2 separate regions of the Rattus norvegicus genome follow, and region 1 is linked to region 2. A link is a contact called in public Hi-C data. All regions are on one chromosome and are shown on one strand. The core of a region is the stretch at or near the end of the contact, and the rest is flanking DNA. Distances in the headings are between cores, read along the strand shown. Region 1 overlaps Tead1 (TEA domain transcription factor 1). Region 2 overlaps Parva (parvin, alpha).

Region 1 (2,700 bases), core at 115-2,614, 320 kb after region 2:
ATGCCCACGTTGCCAGCTTCTTGCAATGGGACTCAGCTATAAAGAATGGGAATTGTTTCCCAATAGTGGAGCGCATGGACAGAGTGCCAGGAAAAGAGGGTTTCGGGTTGACTTTAACGTTAGAAGTGCAGTTGGGCCATTGAGAAACAATCCTCTGACTCATGTCAGATTGTTATAATTATTTAATGTCCACAATGCAGCCTTGTCCCCACGGATTTATACTGGAGAGGTTTCTTACCCACACATTGTGGTTATTAGCTGCAAAGAAAGCAGCATTTGTTTATAATGACACAGGGTATATCAGTGCGGCAAAGAAAACACTACAGATTCTGTCCTAGGAAGAAGGCAGGAATTTGGCAGGCAACCTATAGGAAATTAGAAGACACATTCTCATTATTTCTCATACATGTGGGTAGGACTGTACGATAGCCATTAAACACCTTTGATTTTTTTTTTTTTTTTGTTCTTTTTTTTCGGAGCTGGGGACCGAACCCAGGGCCTTGCGCTTCCTAGGTAAGCGCTCTACCACTGAGCTAAATCCCCAGCCCCTAACACCTTTGATTTTTAACCTTTGCCCCAAACTCCTGTGATGGCGAAAGTGCACATGCACTTTCATCCACAGAGTTCACAGTGCCCAACTGCAGTGCTCAGGGTACCACTTATCTCTGAGAGACTCTGTTTTTTGGAGCTGGGGAAAATAGAACAGTGGGAAAAGTGCTTGCCGCACAAGCAATGAAGGACTTACTCCAATCCCTAGAACTCAGGAAATGCCATTGTGGCATTCTCTAGAATGGATCTAGAAACCCCAGCACTGGCATAAGGAAACAGGGGCATCCCTGGGACCTTAATCACCGACCAGGCAGTCTAGTTCAGAGAGAGAGGGGAGTCCAGTGAGATCTTGTTTAAAAAAATAAGGTGGAGAAGCCATTGAAGAAGCAAGTTATCCCGATCCCCAGTCAGTACTATCTAATACATAGGCAAGTGTATACACAGATGAGGTCTGTATAGTTCTGACATTCCACACCCTATTAAACTCTTCCAGAGACAAAAAAATTGCAGTAAGACTTGAGAGTGTCCTGGAAATATGACAGACAGCCTTGGAGGTGAATGGAGTCATTTAGTCATGACTCAAGGTGTCCAGCTTCTTGGGTATGTAAACCCTTTGTAACATCTGACTCCATAGAGTTGCCCTCCTGTGTGGACTCCCCACCATCATTGCCTGAGCTGTCAAGTGAGATTCATTATCAATGGGTTTCTCAAGCTTAGAGAACAGGGAGGAGACATAGAGCCAGAGCAGTGTGAAATATCCGCGGGGCACTCACAAGCTGGGGTGTGCAGATGCCATTCAGAATTGCACCGGAAATTCTTGTAACCTTTATCAGCTCAGTGGTGAAATGAGAAAGCCCATATGACTCAGCTGAACGCTGACTTGGTACCAGTGTGAAACAACTGAGTCCTCTCAGGTTTTGGGAGAAGACAAGTAGGAAGCAGACATACAGGCTGTGGACTTCCAGGCTTTCATTGTTGGAAGTCTGGGAGCTTCGTAGGCCTCTGGACATCACTGAGGTTTTCTAGAGAACAGAGAACCTGAACTTTGAAACTGACACAGTCTTGGGTAACCTGGGGTAGATCTTGACGAAGATGTAGACAGTGGGCAATGTGTGCCATGCAGGTGGGAAGCTGGTGAAAGCCAGGCTTGCATCTCCCTGGTACAGGATGGCTACACGGTGGTGGCATTATTGCTGGCACTTAGGGGACTTAACATTTTTTTTTTAAATTGGCTACATATTTGGATATTTGTTTACTTTTTCCCTTCCTTTCAGTCCCCTCTATTATTCTCCTCCCTTTGTTATCCTCCTCCTCTTCCTCTCCTGTACTGGGGAATCACAGTGGACAAGTGTCATGTTGGATGTCTCCAGCCCTCTAATCCTTCATTTACACATTACACTCTGTTTCTCTCATCTTAGTTCTGTGTATGTTATAGGAGAATGGAAGCCTAAAGGAGTAGCCTCACTTTGTCATCCATTGGGTTAGTTTTACAGCATTGGACTTAATGCATCAAGACGGCCCCCCCCCCCCCCCCCCCCCGACAAGGAAATGGCTTGCTTTTACTGCTTCTTGAATGCTAACACATTCTTCTTGCTCTGATGGGAGTTTCTTGAGGGGAGTGATAGCTTCTCACCCTTACTGTTACTAAAGGACCCAGTGAGCCAGTCTTTGGGCGCTCAGCCCCGTGTAGTCAGAGAAGGGGGTGAATCGGCTGAGGGGTCATGATGACAGCTTATGAAGGGTGCTGTATGCCACCCCATTTAAAATCCTTCATCAGTGCAGAGCCATGGGACAAAGGTCTTAAAAGGAAAAGTGTGATGTGGATGGGTCATGGCCCAGTTTGAATACCGAATGCTCAAGGCTCTTGCCTTACAATAATTTCCTTCAGTCCCCCAGACCCCGTTGCTGTCAGGGAGGGAGAGCAGGCTCTTCATGGAACCCTTATGGCTCTATGTCACCCCCACTCTGTTCACCCGCAGGCCATCTAGAGCTCTGGTTTAATAGCACTTTGTCTTGTGAGAAGAAAGACACAGTTGTATGTCCTTCCCTCTTATCCCACTCCCAAAGCGTCTTCCTTCTCACCCAAACCATGATCTCAGAGGTTTACAAGTCAGACATGTCACGGAACTGTTTGGAAGCAGTTGTCTCCAT
Region 2 (2,845 bases), core at 229-2,728:
GCACCACTTAAAAATTGGGGAGAGGGGGGATTGGGTCCTTTGTCAGTTTGTTATGTGGGACTTGGATGGTGAGGAATCTGAGGATCATGGCTGACCTGGGTTTTGATGTTAGTGGTATCTAATGATTGGGCCCGGAGAGACTCCGCCAAGCTTAGTAACACGAAGGCTTCTGGGTGGAGAGATGTTCTCTCCAAAACAAGAAGTCTCACCACAGAGGGAGAACGGAAGGCTAGACATACAGTGTCACATACCGTAGGCCCCAGACATCCTGGCTTGACTACTTGCTCTCCCCGCCCTACAAAATGCCTTGCTGATGTAACTAGCCGAGGACAGTAAGTCAGCATCACGACTTCATCTGGAGAAGGTGGAACCCGTTCGTGGTTCTCCATGTCACCCAAAGGCATTGTGTATCTGAGAGCAAAGGTGGGATGAGAAGCCTGGAGTGTGGCAGAAGGGACGAGAGAGAAACTGGCCTGCCGCATGCCAGTCGTTCTCACAGGGCTTTCGCTTCAGGCTGTAGGAGCAAGCTGCGTTCCGACAGCTCTACATTTCAGCGTTACCACCCTCATCAGTCCGTAGCATCACTGCCGGTCAGCGCCCCTCCCCCCCCCCAGCTGTGCTTCGGTAATGGGACAGCTCTCTCTGATGTCACTGCCGCTTAGATTTATTTGTGGGGGACAGGGAGAGGATTAGCCAGTGTTTATTCTCAGAGGGGGACTGGCCTTTGCGTCATCTGAACCTAAGACATTCTGTGGACTGCAGTACATATTAGCCCAGATCTTCATTGGAAGCATAAATGTTGGGCTAATTTCATTTTGAAATATGACAGTAGTAAAATTCAGCATTAATATGATTCAACTTTCATTTCAGGTATCAAAGAAATATCGTTCTGTTTCCAGCCAGAAGGAAAAAAGAGAAAGATTTAACATTTTGCTGATAACAGTCCTTTTTTCAATTTATTTTTTTTCCTTAACGAAGCAGACGATTGATTTGGTTTTTGAAACCCAGGGGAGTCGTGCCTAGCTCCCAGGATCCCCAGGGAAAGGCGCAGTTCTTCTCCACTTTAGCTACTGGCACTGATCTTTGCCTGCCTTATTAGGAGCAGAGAGTTTGAAAACTTGGGTGAACTGTTTCTACTCTGTTCCCCCTTTTCAGCTGCACGATGCCTCATGCCGAACCGGCGGCTGCTTTGGCAGAGGTCTTACGTGGTGCGCTGCGGGCGGGTGTGGGTGCTGGGAGAAGAGGAATCTTCCCACTTGGTGAGGATGATTGAACAGCCCGGGTGATGAGTTTTAGAAAGATTTTCATCTGTAGAACGATTGTGACCACGCCGAACACAAATGGCTTTGTCACCATTAGCAGGCAGATGGAGCATGTGTTTCGTATTATGAATTCGAGGCGGCTGTTAGAGCCGCTCCAGCAACTCTGAAGATTGCAGAGTCAGCCAGTGAGCATCTTGCTCTAGTTCATGTATGTAAGGGGCCCTGTTCAGATGATCCCTGGCCACTCTGAAGGAGATGCTGTATGACACCATCCCTGACCCAAACAAGTGCCTCATTTACAGGAAATAGGTTATGAGAAAGATGAGTCAGGGGACTTCAAAGCAATCCCAGTTCCTCAGAACTGAAATCACAAATACCCTAAACTCAAGGGTTTACGGACATTCCTGTGTAGCTGAAACTTTTGCCCAACTCTACAAGGTCTCCCTGTACAGAGCCCTCACTCTCCCAGAAGGGAAGAGGCCTGCCAGGAAGAAGGGACAAAGGTGAAAGAGAGGAGGAACAGGCTTGGGGCAGGGGACACTGCTCAGTTGGCAAATGTTTGTCTGTCCTGCAGGAAGCCGTGGCTTTGACCCTCAGCATAAACCAGGCGTGGTGGACACCCTGTAATCCAGCCCTCAGGAGGTGAAGGCAAGGGGATCGGTTCAAAGTCATCCTTAGCTACATAGCAAGTCCAAGGGCAATGTGGGATCCGGGAGGCCATGTTGAGAGAGAGAGAGAGAGACAGAGACAGAGACAGAGACAGACAGAGACAGAGAGAGGCAGAGACAGAGACAGAGACAGAGACAGAGACATAGAGAGCAAGAGCACAGACTGTATTCCCAGCTGCTTTAGAAGTGGAGCTAGAGGATTGCTGGAGACCAGGTTTCTCAGGCCAGGGGGGATAAGTGTTTGCTGAATAAGCCTGAGGACCTGAGTTCCATCCCTAGAACCCAAGGTAGCAGAGAACCAACTGCCCAAACTGTTCCCCAACCTTCACATGTGTGTCTACACTTGCACTCATGCTCACACAGTGATAATTCACACTCATACGATGATGGTGATGATGATGTCATGATGATGGTGGTGGTGGTGGTGGTGGTGGTGGTGGTGGCAATGATGGTGGTGGTAGTGATGATGATTATATGATGATGATGTGATGATAGTGATGATGGTGGTGGTGGTGGTGATGGTGATGGTGGTGGTGATGGTGGTGGTGACAATGATGGTGGTGATAGTGATGATGGTGGTGATGATGATTATATGATGATGATGGTGATGGTGATGGTGATGATAATGAAGAAGAACAAGAAAGGAAAAGCAGGGGAGAGAAAGAGGATAGGAGCTAGGAGGCAATGAGGACAGAAGGATGGAAGGTTGGAAGGTAGGTCGCTAAGTCTAATCTTGCAGAAAACTGTGAGGCATGTATACCCCCCAGTACCCCTGCCACATGGGCTTTTGTGTAGCAGACAACCAAAGTCAAAACAAGACTGTATGTCTCTTAAATGTCGCTAGTTATTGGTGAGCACATAGAGGAGAGGCTTAAGGGGTTTTGTTTTGAAACTAGCTGTAGTGGAGACTTGTGT

Evidence for each region. Hi-C and Micro-C count contacts between places; a contact is called where the count stands out from the background.
Region 1: a contact with region 2 is called in a Hi-C map of Schwann cells, with 4 times the contacts expected there. The contact joins two enhancer-like sites. A contact is called at or near these places in 2 of 12 Hi-C or Micro-C datasets (Schwann cells and mammary epithelial cells).

Annotation. Positions count from the first base shown.
Region 1 is chr1:176,340,962-176,343,661 of GRCr8, forward strand. All of the region lies in intron 2 of Tead1 (TEA domain transcription factor 1), which reads left to right. Among named protein-coding and RNA genes, the nearest start is that of Tead1, 120 kb to the left of the region's middle. Within about 2 kb of position 1,365, at least 9 of the 93 cell types and tissues checked have an H3K27ac peak or open chromatin away from gene starts, as enhancers often do. A contact at or near this core is called in Schwann cells, where this site is marked.
Region 2 is chr1:176,022,398-176,025,242 of GRCr8, forward strand. All of the region lies in intron 1 of Parva (parvin, alpha), which reads left to right. Among named protein-coding and RNA genes, the nearest start is that of Parva, 42 kb to the left of the region's middle. Within about 2 kb of position 1,479, at least 8 of the 93 cell types and tissues checked have an H3K27ac peak or open chromatin away from gene starts, as enhancers often do. A contact at or near this core is called in Schwann cells, where this site is marked.